Linked DNA regions of Mus musculus: region 1 is linked to region 2. A link is a contact called in public promoter capture Hi-C data. All regions are on one chromosome and are shown on one strand. Each heading gives the region's core, a stretch centred on a gene start, on an enhancer-like site or on the middle of the called end of the contact. The rest is flanking DNA. Distances are from core to core; before and after follow the strand shown. Region 1 holds the start of Usp4 (ubiquitin specific peptidase 4 (proto-oncogene)). Region 2 holds the start of Ip6k1 (inositol hexaphosphate kinase 1).

Evidence for each region. Capture Hi-C pulls out chosen DNA fragments and counts their contacts.
Region 1: a promoter capture Hi-C map of adipose tissue shows a contact between it and region 2. The contact joins the promoter of Usp4 here to the promoter of Ip6k1 in region 2. A contact is called at or near these places in 2 of 39 promoter capture datasets (erythroid cells and pre-B cells), 5 of 115 datasets of contacts at active chromatin or transcription factors (effector CD8 T cells, memory CD8 T cells, microglia and 2 more) and 1 of 9 other capture datasets (adipose tissue).

What each region holds. Positions count from the first base shown.
Region 1 is chr9:108,343,468-108,349,599 of GRCm38.p6, forward strand. Usp4 (ubiquitin specific peptidase 4 (proto-oncogene)) reads left to right here and starts at 4,364. Exons shown (of 22, transcript NM_011678.2): 1 at 4,364-4,551. The coding sequence starts at 4,451.
Region 2 is chr9:107,997,941-108,004,848 of GRCm38.p6, forward strand. It overlaps Ip6k1 (inositol hexaphosphate kinase 1), which reads left to right and starts at 4,708. Exons shown (of 6, transcript NM_013785.2): 1 at 4,708-4,882. 4930535L15Rik (RIKEN cDNA 4930535L15 gene) reads right to left here and starts at 4,479. Exons shown (of 4, transcript NR_166685.1): 1 at 4,336-4,479; 2 at 1,405-1,481; 3 at 684-781; 4 at 175-407. Cdhr4 (cadherin-related family member 4) reads left to right here. Exons shown (of 19, transcript NM_001378391.1): 15 at 1-122; 16 at 573-629; 17 at 762-849; 18 at 1,057-1,087; 19 at 1,590-1,741. The coding sequence ends at 1,645.

The sequences.
Region 1 (6,132 bases), core at 3,114-5,613, 350 kb after region 2:
GATTATTTTTGAGATAGGATCTTATTAATTGCTTAGGCGGGGCTTGAATGGACTCTGTAGCTCAGTCTGGCCTTGAGCTTTGGGTCCTTTTAGCTTTCTGAGTATCCGTCATCTCAGCCCAGTTCTAGCCTTCTCACAGCACTGTGGTTTTATTACTAAGGAGGACCCACTGTCACTTGTGGTTGTACACACTTTAAATCCCAGGATTCAGGAGGCAGGGGCAGGTAACTCTGATTTCCATGCCAGCCTGGTCTACAGAACAAGTACCAGGACAGCCAGGGCTACACAGAAAAACATTGTCTTGGAAAAAAATTTAATTTTTATGTGTATGAGATTTTTTTTTTCTTTTCTTTTCTTTTCTTTAATGGGTAGGAGTGTTTTGCCTGAATGGATGAGCAGGCCTGGTGTCTAAGGAGGTCAGATCTGGATCCCTTGGAAGTGTGGTTATGCACAGTTGTGAGCCTTCATATGAGTGGTGGTGGGAATCAAACCCAGGTCATACTAAAAAACAAGTGCTCTTATCTGCTGAGCCACCTAGCCAGCTCCTCTCCCTCAGAGAGCTTTTATACAAGAAACTATCAAGGTTGGCCTCCCAGATAGAGTGCAGAATTGTCTCTTGGTGGGTTGGTGTATGTCTATTTATTTGTATACTTTTCTTTTGTTAAGAATGGACCTACCTCCTAGCTGGGCAGTGGTGTCGCATGCCTTTAATTTCAGCACTTGGGAGGCAGAGGCAGGTGGATTTCTGAGTTCAAGGCCAGCCTGGTCTACACAGTGAGTTCCAGGATAGCCAGGGATACACAGAGAAACCCTGTCTCAGAAAAAAAAAGGCTCTCCTATGACTCAGACAAGCCTCCTTCTTACTGTGTACCTTTTAACTCCTGACCCGCCTGCCTCCAGTTCATCAACAGAGACATTACAGGCTACACTGTCTATCTTTTCTTTCATTCTGTTGTTACATTTTGTTCATCTGTTACAGTGTGTGAAGGTGAGAGGGCAAGAAGTAGATGTTTCTCTCCAGCTTGTGGGCTTCGGGGGTCAAGCTCAGGTCCTTGGATTTGTAGCAGGTGCCTTTACTTGCTGAACCATCTCACTGCTTCTCCCCTTAAACTGCATTTAAATGTATTCCTTGTGTGTGTGTGTGTGTGTGTAGGTCAGAGGGCAACTCTCTTCGGAGTCAGAGTCCTTAGGAATCCCCAGGATGGATCAATGGACCAGGTCACCAAGCTTGGCAGCAGATGAGGCACCATCTTTTTTTTTTTTTTTCTTTTTCTTTTTCAAGGTCTTACAATGCAGCCACTGGTCTGGAATTTGAGATCCCCCAGCCTCAACTTCCCTAGGGTGGGTGGGCTCATGGACTGACGTGGGGTAGCACGCTTAGCTTCAAGGCTATTTTAAGTACTCCTTTAACTCCTCCCAGTGTCTCTGCTGTCACTTTAACACAGATGTCCCACAGAGACCAAATTATGTCAATTATGGGCTGGTGAGATGGCTCAGTGGGTAAGAGCACCCGACTGCTCTTCCGAAGGTCCAGAGTTCGAATCCCAGCAACCACATGGTGGCTCACAACCATCCCTAACAAGATCTGACTCCCTCTTCTGGTGTGTCTGAGGACAGCTACAGTGTACTTACATATAATAAATAAATAAATATTAAAAAAAAAAAACTATTTAAAAAAAAATTATGTCAATTAGCTAAAAAACCAAAACCAAACAAACAAAAAAGCCAACATACAGTCTTCTCAAGTGACCTATGTCACCTGCACTGGATGGATCCCCTCTGCCACGACAGCCGAGATCTGTGTCTTCCCCTGAAGCTACAGTCATTTGGTTCCTAACTGACCTAGGTCCCCGGTGCCTCTTTGTGCTGTAAGACACCCTCAGGCATCTCACCTCTGTCCCAATCTCTAATGACTGCCTTCATTAAACTAGTGGTCCCACTTGCTTCCTCTCTAGCTGTAGACTCCTTAACCTTCCCAACAGTCAAAGCTCAGCTCTTTGGCCTAATCCCCACTCTGACAATGAATTGCATTCCTTCTGATTTATGCTTCTTCCTCCCAACTGTTTCTTCAGGACCATACTCAAACATTACTTAAATCAAAGTCTTCCATTTTTTTTTTTTTCCTTTTTAAGCTTTTCTTTTCTTTTTTTCTTTTTTGGTTTTTCGAGACAGGGTTTCTCTGTATAGCCCTAGCTGTCCCGTTACTCACTCTGTAGACCAGGCTGGCCTCCAACTCAGAAATCCACCTGCCAGCCCAGCATGGTGGCTCATGCCTTTAATCCCAGCACTCGGGAGGCAGAGGCAGGCAGATTTCTGAGTTGGAGGCCAGCCTGGTCTACAAAGTGAGTTCCAGGAGAGCCAGGGCTACACAGAGAAACTCTGTCTCGAAAAACCAAAAAAAAAAAAAAAAAAAAAAAAAAAAGAAATATACCTGCCTCTGCCTCCCAAGTGCTGGGATCAAAGGCCTGTGCCACCACTGCCCGGCAAAATTACACCTGTGAAGTAGCAACAAAATAATTTGGTAGGGGGGTCACTACAACATGAGGAACTGTATTAAAGACTCCCAGCATAAGGAAGGTTGAGAACCATTGCTCTCGGGGTTACAATGCTCTCTGGCCTGAGGGTGCCTGCATACAGGTGGTGCACATACATTTATGCAGGGCGCACACACATACACATAAAATAAAATGTATCTTTTTTTTTTAATCTACTGGGAAGGTGAGGGAATTGGGGGTTCGTTTGTTTTGTATTAGTTTTTTGAAGGACATGCTTTCCTATCCGCCAAGAAACTGTTTTACTTGCCTTACTGTTAAGAACAGGATTTGTGCCAGGTGTGGTGGTGCACACCTTTAACCACAGCAGGAGGCAGAGGCAGGCGGATTTCTGAGTTCAAGGTCAGTCTGGTCTACAGAGTGAGTTCCAGGACAGCCAGGGCTACACAGAGAAACCCTGTCTCGAAAAAAAAAAAACCGAAACAAAACAGGATTTGCCTGAAAAGCAAAAGCTCACCAGTTGCCCGGGCATCTCCACAGATGGCTTTCTACCATGCTTTTAAACCTGTTCCAGAGCAAGATTTTCAAGACTTGCAATCTTTTCTTTTTCTTCTTCTTCTTCTTCTTCTTCTTCTTCTTCTTCTTCTTCTTCTTCTTCTCCTTCTCCTTCTCCTTCTCCTTCTCCTTCTCCTTCTCCTTCTCCTCCTCCTCCTCCTCCTCCTCCTCCTCCTCCTCCTCCTCCTCCTCCTTCTCCTTTTCTCCTTCTCCTTCTCCTTTTCCTTCTTCTCCTCCTCCTCCTTCTTCTCCTCCTTCTCCTCCTCCTTCTCCTCCTTCTCCTTCTTCTTCTTCTTCTTCTTCTTCTCCTCAAGACAGGGTTTCTTGTAGCCTTGGTTGTCCTAAAATTCTCTCTGTAGACCAGGCTGGCTTCGAATTCAGAGATCTGCCTACCTCTGCCTCCTGAGTGCTGGGTTAAAAGCCTGTGCCATCACCGCCCGGAAGAAAACGGAATCATTGTTTCAGGAAAAAATTAAGATGCCTGGACCTCTGTCGGCTTCGGTGGTTGCTACTCTCTCCTTGACCTGGATGGCTGACAGGATACAAAGTTGTTTAAGACAACTTTGTTTTTTGCGTCTATTTATGACTTTATTTTTGTTTTTTGCAGGTGTGGTGATGTATGCTTTTAATCCCAGCACTCTGGAGAAAAGGGCAAATGGGCCTAAATTCGAGACTAGCCTAGATTACATAAACAGCTCCAGGACAGCAGCTAGAAGAAACCTGTCCCAAACAAACAACAAATTTCACTATTGTGTGCCTGTTTGGCGAACGCGTGCCACAGTGTCTGTGTCGAGAACAAAGGACAACTTTAAAGAGTCAGTTTTCTTTTTCCACTTTTACACGGGTTCTGGGGATCAAACCCAGTTGTCACCCACGTAGCCATCGCGCCGGCCCTTGTTTGAAACAACTATTAATGGCTGGACCACACCGGACAGTCCAGATCTCAATGCGTCCGTGTGCACTTGGCTACAGGGGCTGCCGAGGCAGTAAATTCAATCTCGCATTTAGGCAGTCTTGCTGAAAGCCGCATGGAACCGAGTGGAAACAAGAAAAGCAAGCGGCAGGCTCCTCCTGCACGGATTTAGCATCAGGCTAACCTCACAGGCCAGGATGGAGCGAGTGACTGATGGGTCGAGGGCGGGCCAGCAGTCAGATCGCAGGAGCCGCTCAGACACGGGTGGATGTGGCCGCCGCCTCTGGGCGTCCAGCCTGCTTCTGTCCGCTTCGGCTCCGGAGGGGGCGGGGGGGGGTTAACAGCGCGTGGGGGCGGGGAGAAGAGGCGAAAGTCGACGGCGGTGCCGGGCGCGCGCACGTGCGTGGTTACGTGCGTGCGTGGGCGCGGCCCATAGCACGCCGTGCGCTAGGCGGATGTCCGGGCCGGCTGGGCCGGGGCGGCGGACGAGATGGCGGAAGGCCGGGGCAGCCGTGAGCGACCGGATGTGGAGACCCAGAAGACGGAGCTCGGAGCCTTGATGGGGACCACGCTCCAACGTGGGGCGCAGTGGTGAGCGTCCGCCCTGCCCTCCTGCGGCGCAGAGCGTCTAGCCGGCTCGCTGGCCCTCAGGCCGGACCTCTGTCCTCAGTTTTAGGTGGAGGCGGGCCGGGGGCGGTGCCTGGAGTCTGAAAGAGTGGCTTGACAGCGGCCGCTGATGAAAGAAACCCCGGGATCAGCTGGGGGACAGCGCTGACAGGCGTGGGGTTTGTCCCGGTCCATTCGGATTCACAGTAGTCTTGGACCGGCGGGGACAGGGGGTGTAGAATATAGAAAAGGGGGCGCGCTGGGGTCGGCGGGAGCGGGAAGGTGGGGGAAAGCACTTAACCACCGAAGACTTGGGCGCTTGATGGTGACCTTGGTGGGGGAAGTTTCCACCCCTTACACACCTCCGATCCTTAACAATTAAAACCTCGGTAGCAATTTGTGGCTTAGGACGCTCCTGGCGTGGAGAGAGGATCCGAAGTGGATACTTTGTAACTTGTAAACTGTGATACTTTGTAACTTGTAAACCGTGGGACAGGATTCAAAGCCAAAAACTAGAAGCCAGTTGTCAGATGGTCCGGGACAATTGTAGCAGTAGTTAGATGTAAGAGTGGGAGGGGAGGGGAAGGGAGGGGAGCTTGACTCCTGGAGCAAAATAGAAGATCGAAAGTTACAAGACTTTGCCAGGCACGCTGGCATATGCTTTATTGGTTTGCAGGAGCAGAGGCTGTAGGATTGCTGTAGGTTCAGGGCTGGTCTCATACAGTGAGCAGCACCCCCCCCCCAAAAAAAAAGTTCCAGGTTTACTAGAGCAGATTCAAATATGAGGCCTCTTAAGAGATTGTTAACTAGAAGGGATTGTACTCCCCAGTCGGGGAGAAATGCCTGGGTGGTGCTGCTGTGTAGGAGTCAAATAATAGGGTAGGTTTCTCATTGATTATGACCAATATGAGGACTGAAAAAGAGAACAGAACTTATGTGTTTGGGGTGTGGTCTAGGTGTAGTTTATGGTGTTTAAATTGAGCCAGTGAAAGGCCAGACAAATAGAGAGAGGTACTTTAGAAATTCTGCAAAGGGATGACACAGAAAGAATATTCAGGTTGGTCTGGATGCTCATGCCTGTAGTCTTAGTCCTGGAGGAGTATTGCTGCCAAATTTCAGGGCCAACCTCAGTGACATAGTAAAAGCCTTGTCTCAAAAAAAAAAAAAAAATGGTGGTGGGTAATGTGATTAATAACTTAGTAACATAGTTTTACTTGTAGAAAGAGTCCATTTGAAATGATTGCTCATGGGCTGGTGAGACTGCTCAGCATCTGAGAACTTAGATTATTCTTGCAGTGCCTGAGTCTGAGGCCCAGCACTCGGGTTTGGTGCCTCCCTGCCATCTGTAACTCAAGCTCCAGCTCCAGGGATAGCAACTCCCCTGACCTCCGTGGGCACTGGGAGTCATGCTCAAACTCAGGCACATAACCAAAGCATAATTAAAAAGAAAAACTCAGCCCAGGAGCGGTGGCACACATCTTTAGTCCCAGCGCTTGGGAGGCAGAGGCAGGTGGATCTCAGAGTTTGAGGCCAGCTCAGTCTACAGACAGGACAGACAGAGAAACC
Region 2 (6,908 bases), core at 3,458-5,957:
CTGATTGTGACAGAATTAGAGGCTTTCTGGAAGCCAGAGCCCTGGTTTGTGGTAGTGCTGACAGCAACTGGTGCAGTTCTCCTTCTGGCTCTGGGTTGGCTCCTCAGCAGGATCCTCCGGGGGTAGGTTCCTATCTCTGCTTCCTTCTTCGATAGCCTACATACAGACACTGGCTGGATTAGGGAGTTTTACTCAATATTGGATGACACTGCCAACGTAGGTGGGGAAACAGACTGAGGAAGGCGGCTACTATCTCTCCAGAAGTATTCAGATTGGGGTCACTGGGAGTGGTCTCCATCATCGGTGGGGTCCAGTCTTGGAATTGGATGGCCATGGCTGGCTGGCTCAGAGTTTGACATTTACCACTGTTCCCAACACCCGTCTTCTACCTTATTTCTGCTCTGCTTCTGAAGAGTAAACAAAGTTTCTGAGCCCAGGGTAGGACAGATAATAGTGTGGACATCTCATGCGGGCACTAGGCATTTCTACTATAAAGGGACAGATGATATTACTCCTTGGTGTTAGAAGGCCTACTACTTTCTTGGCCTTCCTTCTTCTTTCTGGCCTTTTAGGTTGGCCCCGTCCCTACAGGCACCAAGCAAACCAGCCAAAGCTCAGTTGCTAAACAGGTTAGTCTCTGTAGAGGTAAACAGGTTAGTCTCTGTAGAGGTAAACAGGTTTACCTCTATGCCTGGGAATCCATCTCCTAAACTCAGGCTGGGGTCCAGCTCATCTTGTACTTCTACTCCAATCCGCTATAGCATCCAGGGAAATGAAGGACCTATTGAGAGGCAAATGGAGGCACCAAGAATAGAGATGTCCCAGGTACCCAGAACTGCCATGAGCCTGGTATGCCAAGTCACAGCTCAGGTTGAGGGCAGTGAGGCTGCTCTAGGGTACTCCCTATCCCTGCCATGCCTGCCTTCCTGCTTGGGAGTGGCTACCCCTGTGAGTGCCGATACCACCACCAAGATAGATCAGGCGGGTGGGCACGGGCCTTCGCATCTGCTCCCCATGGGCAAGGTTCCACTCACTCTGCCCCTTTCTTCTTTTCAGCAACATTTTGATGGCAGAGCCCAAGATGTCTGTAAGTCTCTACTTTTCATAACCTGATCTCTGCCTGGGCCCTCACCCTTCCCCAGAATTTCCCCCTCCCTTTACCCATCTCCTTCTTTACTGCCACCACCACCAAGCATCCAGCACTGCTGTTTGCACTGAGTTCTTCTCTCACCCCCCATGAACTCTCGGTCACCCTTAACCCTTTAGGCAACTTTTGCTAAGCACCAGTTGGGCTAGGTGACAACCAGACCTAGTCTTGTCTCAGCTCATCGGGGAAGGGAGATGGTGATAAGGGGAGAGCTCCCCACGCAGTCCAGCTTCACCAGTGAACTATAGCTGACTAACCTGACATTGGCTGCTCTAGAGGACCTGGTGTCTCCTAGCTTTCTCTTCATTTGAGTCAAATCTCTCGAGATTCTTTGCTGTGAAGGGAAAGGGAAGATAAGTTTGGGTCACTGTGCAAGGGGTGACGACACTGCTGAAGCCAGCCATCTTTTCTTCTCTCCTCTCTCCTGCCCATCTGGGCTCAGGTATGGGGAGAGATTACCTGTTCAACACACTCACGGGAGCCCGGCGTTGGCTGTGAGGCGGAGTAGCTGCTTTACTCTGTGGGGAGTTCCCTTTTCCCATGATCATAGCCTGGATTTCCAAACCAATTTAGTAATAAAGACGGCAAACAGAACACTGCCCACCTTGTAATCTTTGTGTGGGAGAAGCTCTGAGATCTGTGTTTCCTGGTTGTCACTTGGAGCAAGAGCCATCTCCTGTGGAACAGTAAGATGGATGACTTTACCCTGAAAAGCGTTTCGTGCTTTTGTGGCTGGCTGATACTTTGTAGAAGAGGCTCTTATCTTTGTCAGTGATGGAAGGGTCTCCAGTTGACCTGTCTACTTGGAGAAATTTACTTTTCTTCTTTGAGACAGGGTCTCACTGTGTTGCCCTGATTGGCTTGGAACTCTTTTTGTGGACCAGGCTGGCCTGGACTCACAGAGATACCCCTACCTCTGCCTCCTCTGCGCTGGAATTAAAGGCGTGTGCTACCCATACCCAGTAAGACTTGCTTTAAAACTTTTTAAAAATATGATTATTGAGACAAGGTTTCTCTACATAACCTTGAACTATCCTGGAACTCACTGTGTAGACCAGGCCTTGAATTCACAGAGGTCTACCTGCCTCTGCCTTCCAAGTGCTGGGATTAAAGGTGTTCATCACCATTCCAGGCAAAATTTTATTTTAAATACATGGTTTACTTTTGTAGTTTGGGCTGTTTTGGAGCTTGCATGTTTGCCTTGGTCTCCTGAGTGCTGGGATTATAGTCACATGGCTGGTTTGACACTGGTACATTTGTGTACACACAGAGTACAAACTCAGATATCATGTCCCCTCCCTACGTTGAGATAGTGTAGGCTACACAGAGTGGCCTAGGCTGGATGATGGTGAAGCCCAGGATCTGCCTGTCCTCCCCTCTCCAGCACTGGGATGACAGGTGAGGGTCATCTTGCCTAGCTTTTACTTTTCTTAAAATATACTGCAGATTTTGGGGCTCTCTCGGCCGCTCAACATTGCTGGGTTTTGAGGGTCCCAGCAGCCCTCATTGACAGCCTGCCAACTGTGTGGAGAGGTTTTGTTGGGAAGGAGCAGAGAATCTGTGCTTAGCTGTTCCTGGTTCCTGGATTACTGAAAGCCTCTTTCTGATGCTGAGCCCCTGGCTTTGTATCTGTTTCCTCTGAGTCTCTATTGCTTAGCTCTTCCTGTGTGAATCTAAGTTGTTGCACATAGCCAGGGGTTTTGTGACAGCCTGGAGAACAGATTTTACTGTGTGCAGTGCTGACACCATGCTCAACCTGGCGTCATGTTTATCTCCAAGAGATCCTATTGTCTGAATAGAGGGTATGCTTAACCGTATTAGCTTCAAGTTCTCTCTCTCTCTCTCTCTCTCTCTCTCTCTCTCTCTCTCTCGTTTTGCAAGGCAGGATTTCTCTGTGTAGCCCTGACTGTCCTAGAACCTGCTCTGTAGACCAGGCTGGCCTCAAACTCAGAGATCTACCTGCCTCTGCCTCCCAAGTGCTGTGCCTAAAGGCGTGAGCCACCATGGCCCAGCTATTTTCAAGTTATCTCAGTCGTTCCTCTCCTGTCAGCTCTGTGGGCCTAAACCCTATCAGAAAATTGGATAATCTCCATTTTGGAGCAGTTATGGCACCCTAAGTCCAGGAAGAATATGAATGCCCTCTGTGAGGGGAAAAATGACCTGGGCTTTATTATTTTAGAGTCAGGGTCTCATGATGTAGCCCTGGCTGGCCTAGAACACACTATGTAGACCAGGCTATCCTCAAAGTCAAGAGATTGGCTTGCTTCTGCCCCTCAAGAGATTGAAGGTGTATACTGCCATGCTCTGCCTAAGAAAAACTCTAAAAATTAGTTTTATATGTATGTGTGTCTGTATGAATATATGCCACATGTGTGCTGGTGCCCATGAAGAGGGTGTTAGACCCCCCATAAAGCTTTGAGCTGGGTGATGTGGGTGCTAGGAACAGAACCCAGGTTCTCTGTGAGAACAGCAAGTACTCTTAACCACTGAACCATCTCTCTTAATGGGGTGTCTATCAAAAGAAGAGTGTTAGAGACTTCAGTTTCAGCAGCCTGAGCGGCTATAAGTGTTTTTTCCTGAGTACTTGGCTTACTCTAAGAGCTTATTAAGTCTGTTTCTTGTTCATCTTCATTTTATAGACAGAGCAACTAAAGAGAAGCTAAAGCTCAAAGTTCTCAGAGTTAGGGCGTTTTGGTGTGGGACCAGGTGCTGTGATGTATCCTAACCTTGAAGCCAAAAGCCCCGGGTTAGGTGTCTACTTATGGAGAACAAGGGATGGTCATTTTCGGACTCATAGTTTGCCTTGGAGATAGATCATGATAGCCAAGGGCAAAAAGACACTGTGTCACAGGAACTTAACGGTGCTCTGAGGCAAATAAGAGCGATCACTATGTGCTGAGACTTGAGCTGGTTGCAGATTGAATTCTTATGCAAAATAAGCCGGGGAAAGGGGAAGCCGAAATCGAAGAGGTAGCACAGACGGCTGTGCCTCGGGACTGGTGAGAGACAACGCTGGGAGACGCTTAGAAAACACTAACTCCGGAGCTAGAAGAGTAGAAGGACCCATCGCCACCACTTCCTAAGACTGTGTGACCTTGGCTCAGGCTCTTTTCTGCGCCTCAGTTTCCTCACCAGTTAACTAGGGACGATCCCAAGCACAGAGGCAGGGGACAAAGCAAATACCGTACCTATGACATTCCCTAAGTGTGTGCGAGAGGATGATAAACGCTGCCAGCTCAAAACCGAAACGATTGCGCAGGTGAGAAAACGAAGGGCTCTCCAGCATCACCCCCATCGCTGCTAAAAGCTCCACTGCTAGCAAACCTGAGAATGGCGCGCATGCGTCAATTCCTGCCGTCACAGTCACGTGCCCCAGGCATTCTGCACGAGAGGCACGCCCTGACTGACGGAACAGTTGACGAATCAACGCGAAGAACTCCTTCAGGCGTCCCAAGAAGAGGCTATTGATTGGAGATAACCTCAGTTAGGGGCGGGTTCTTTGCTGTCCTTGGTTACTATGACGCCCGGCCCCCGCCCCCTCGGCTGGCCGCCATCTTGTTGTTGATCCGTACCCAGTGGGCAGCGCCAGGAGCTGGACCGAGCGGCCGGTGAGGGGCCGCTGCTGCGGGGCTCAGCCACCAGCGCCGCCTGCCAGGGGGGCGGGCCGAGACCTGGAGGCCCGGGGGGCCCAGCTCCCGTGGGGAGCCTTGGGCGCCCGCTGCCCGAGTCGGGCCGGTGAGTGACAGGAGTCGGGCCAAAAGACCCGCCCGACACCCACGGCGAGGGTGGCGGCGGGCGCGGGGTTGTTGCTGGCGCGCGTAGGTAGGGTCGGGACTTGGGGCGAGCATCACTGGAACATCATTCCAGCATCCTGGTTGGCCTTCCGCCGAGCCTCCCAGATGTTGACACGGAGGCTGGGTGGGCAGCCCGGGTGGAGGTCGGAGAGCCCTGAGCCCTGGGACCGGCCGGCGGGGTACCGGGAAACCTGCCTTTCAGACCGAATCCCTGGGTGCCTGAGAGCCGGCGTGCTGAGACGTGGTTGCTGCCAGCTCGTTCTCCCGGCCGTAACGTTCCTCCAAATCAGCGATAAACGTTACGTCGCTCTTAAGATTTCATACTCCTGCGAGTAAATTTTCAGGCCGCTTGAGACTAAGATGAGACGAAACAGGCCTAAAATGCCTTCTGAGCCAAGGAGGGTGGTATCGGGGCCCTGTGCTTTTGGTAGGGCTATGATCCTCTGCCTGGCATCACCGAGATCCCTCGGCGTCTTCCGTGCTCTTCAGGGCTCACTGTTTACTGCTTCTTGAAGAACCTAGCTAAATGTCCACAGTGGCAGAGTTTTATTTGGGGTATAAGTTGTTTGGTGCTCGACTTGGAGTATGTGGTTTAGGAGGATAAGGATGATGATGATTTGATTAATTTTGTCTCTTAAAGAGACAGTCCGTTAGGAGACGTAGGAGTGTTGGGACTATTAAAAACAAAAACTGAACTAGGGTATGGGAGCTCATGCACTAGGCTGAAGGAGGAGGATTGCCATGGGTTGCGGGCGGGCCAGGCAGAGCTACCTAGCAAGACCCTGTCTGCAGACAAAAGCAGAGCTGAAAGCTGTTGATGCTTGATGAAAACAGCGAGTCAAGCTTAGAGTCAAGATGGAGGCGGGGCTGGCAATCCCCAAAAGAGTATGCAGCTCTAGAAAGGGTCCTGGCTGCTGTAAATCACATTTTTACCCAGGGTCCCTTAGGTTCGCCACACAGGTGTCTTGTATGTTGTCGTCATATGAAACCCACAAAAGACGATTAAGGAGGCCAAGCAGGAGGTGTGCTCGTAATGTCTGTTAGGATCATGCCTCCTCTGAACGTTTAATTTTGGGAGAAACCAGCACCCTGGGCTGGAGATGATACCTTTGGGAGACTGGGCTGAATGCAGCCGGCCGAGGCAGCAAGTTGTGAGGAGAGGGGACTTGAGTAGTATTTATGCATTTCATTGCCCTTTCATCTTTTGAATGACTAATAAAATTTTAGCCTTGGTGAAATAAGTTTCTTGGATAGTTATTAAGGGAGAGAGATGCTAAAGTCTGAATTGCCCCACGACCAGCTCCTAATGCTTCTTTGGGGGGGCTGGGGGGATTAAATGATCCACAGGGTTACTTACATTTTTGCTCTTTTCTGCTAAAATAGCAAACTCTAATCCTCTTACTTCATTTTGGGTATTGGATTTCTTAGTGATATAGAAGGAGACTATTAATCAAGTTGGCAGCATTGACTAATGTGTACAGTCTTAGGGAGTTCAAGTGCCCATTAAAGTTTCTCCTTGGTCTAAGCCTATCTTAGGACTGCTGTCCCAAGAAAATAAAAATACAGGAGAACTTTTCACTCTTATAATGCTTTTATTAGCTCATGAATATGAATACAGCATCATGCTAGATTCAACGGTTATCCAAAGACAATAGCATCATTTCTGTGATGGGTATTTTAAGTACTGCATCTTGAAGACCATTACTATAGTAGTGGGTCCTGTCTCTGTCTTTGCATAATTCATTTGTAAACTTGAGCACTTATTCAGCACTCTAGGTTATTTTGGATGGTTCTCCTTGTGTATCATAGGCTGTTCTGGAAACTCAAGAGTCACTGTCATCCTTACTTTAGGTGTACACTTAGCAGGCTGCCTGGCCCAGCTCCCCCTCCCTCCCTCCCTCCCTCCTCCCTTTCCCTTTCCTCTGTCAGCCTCCCCACTCCTGGCCCCTTCTTTCTCTGTTTTTCAG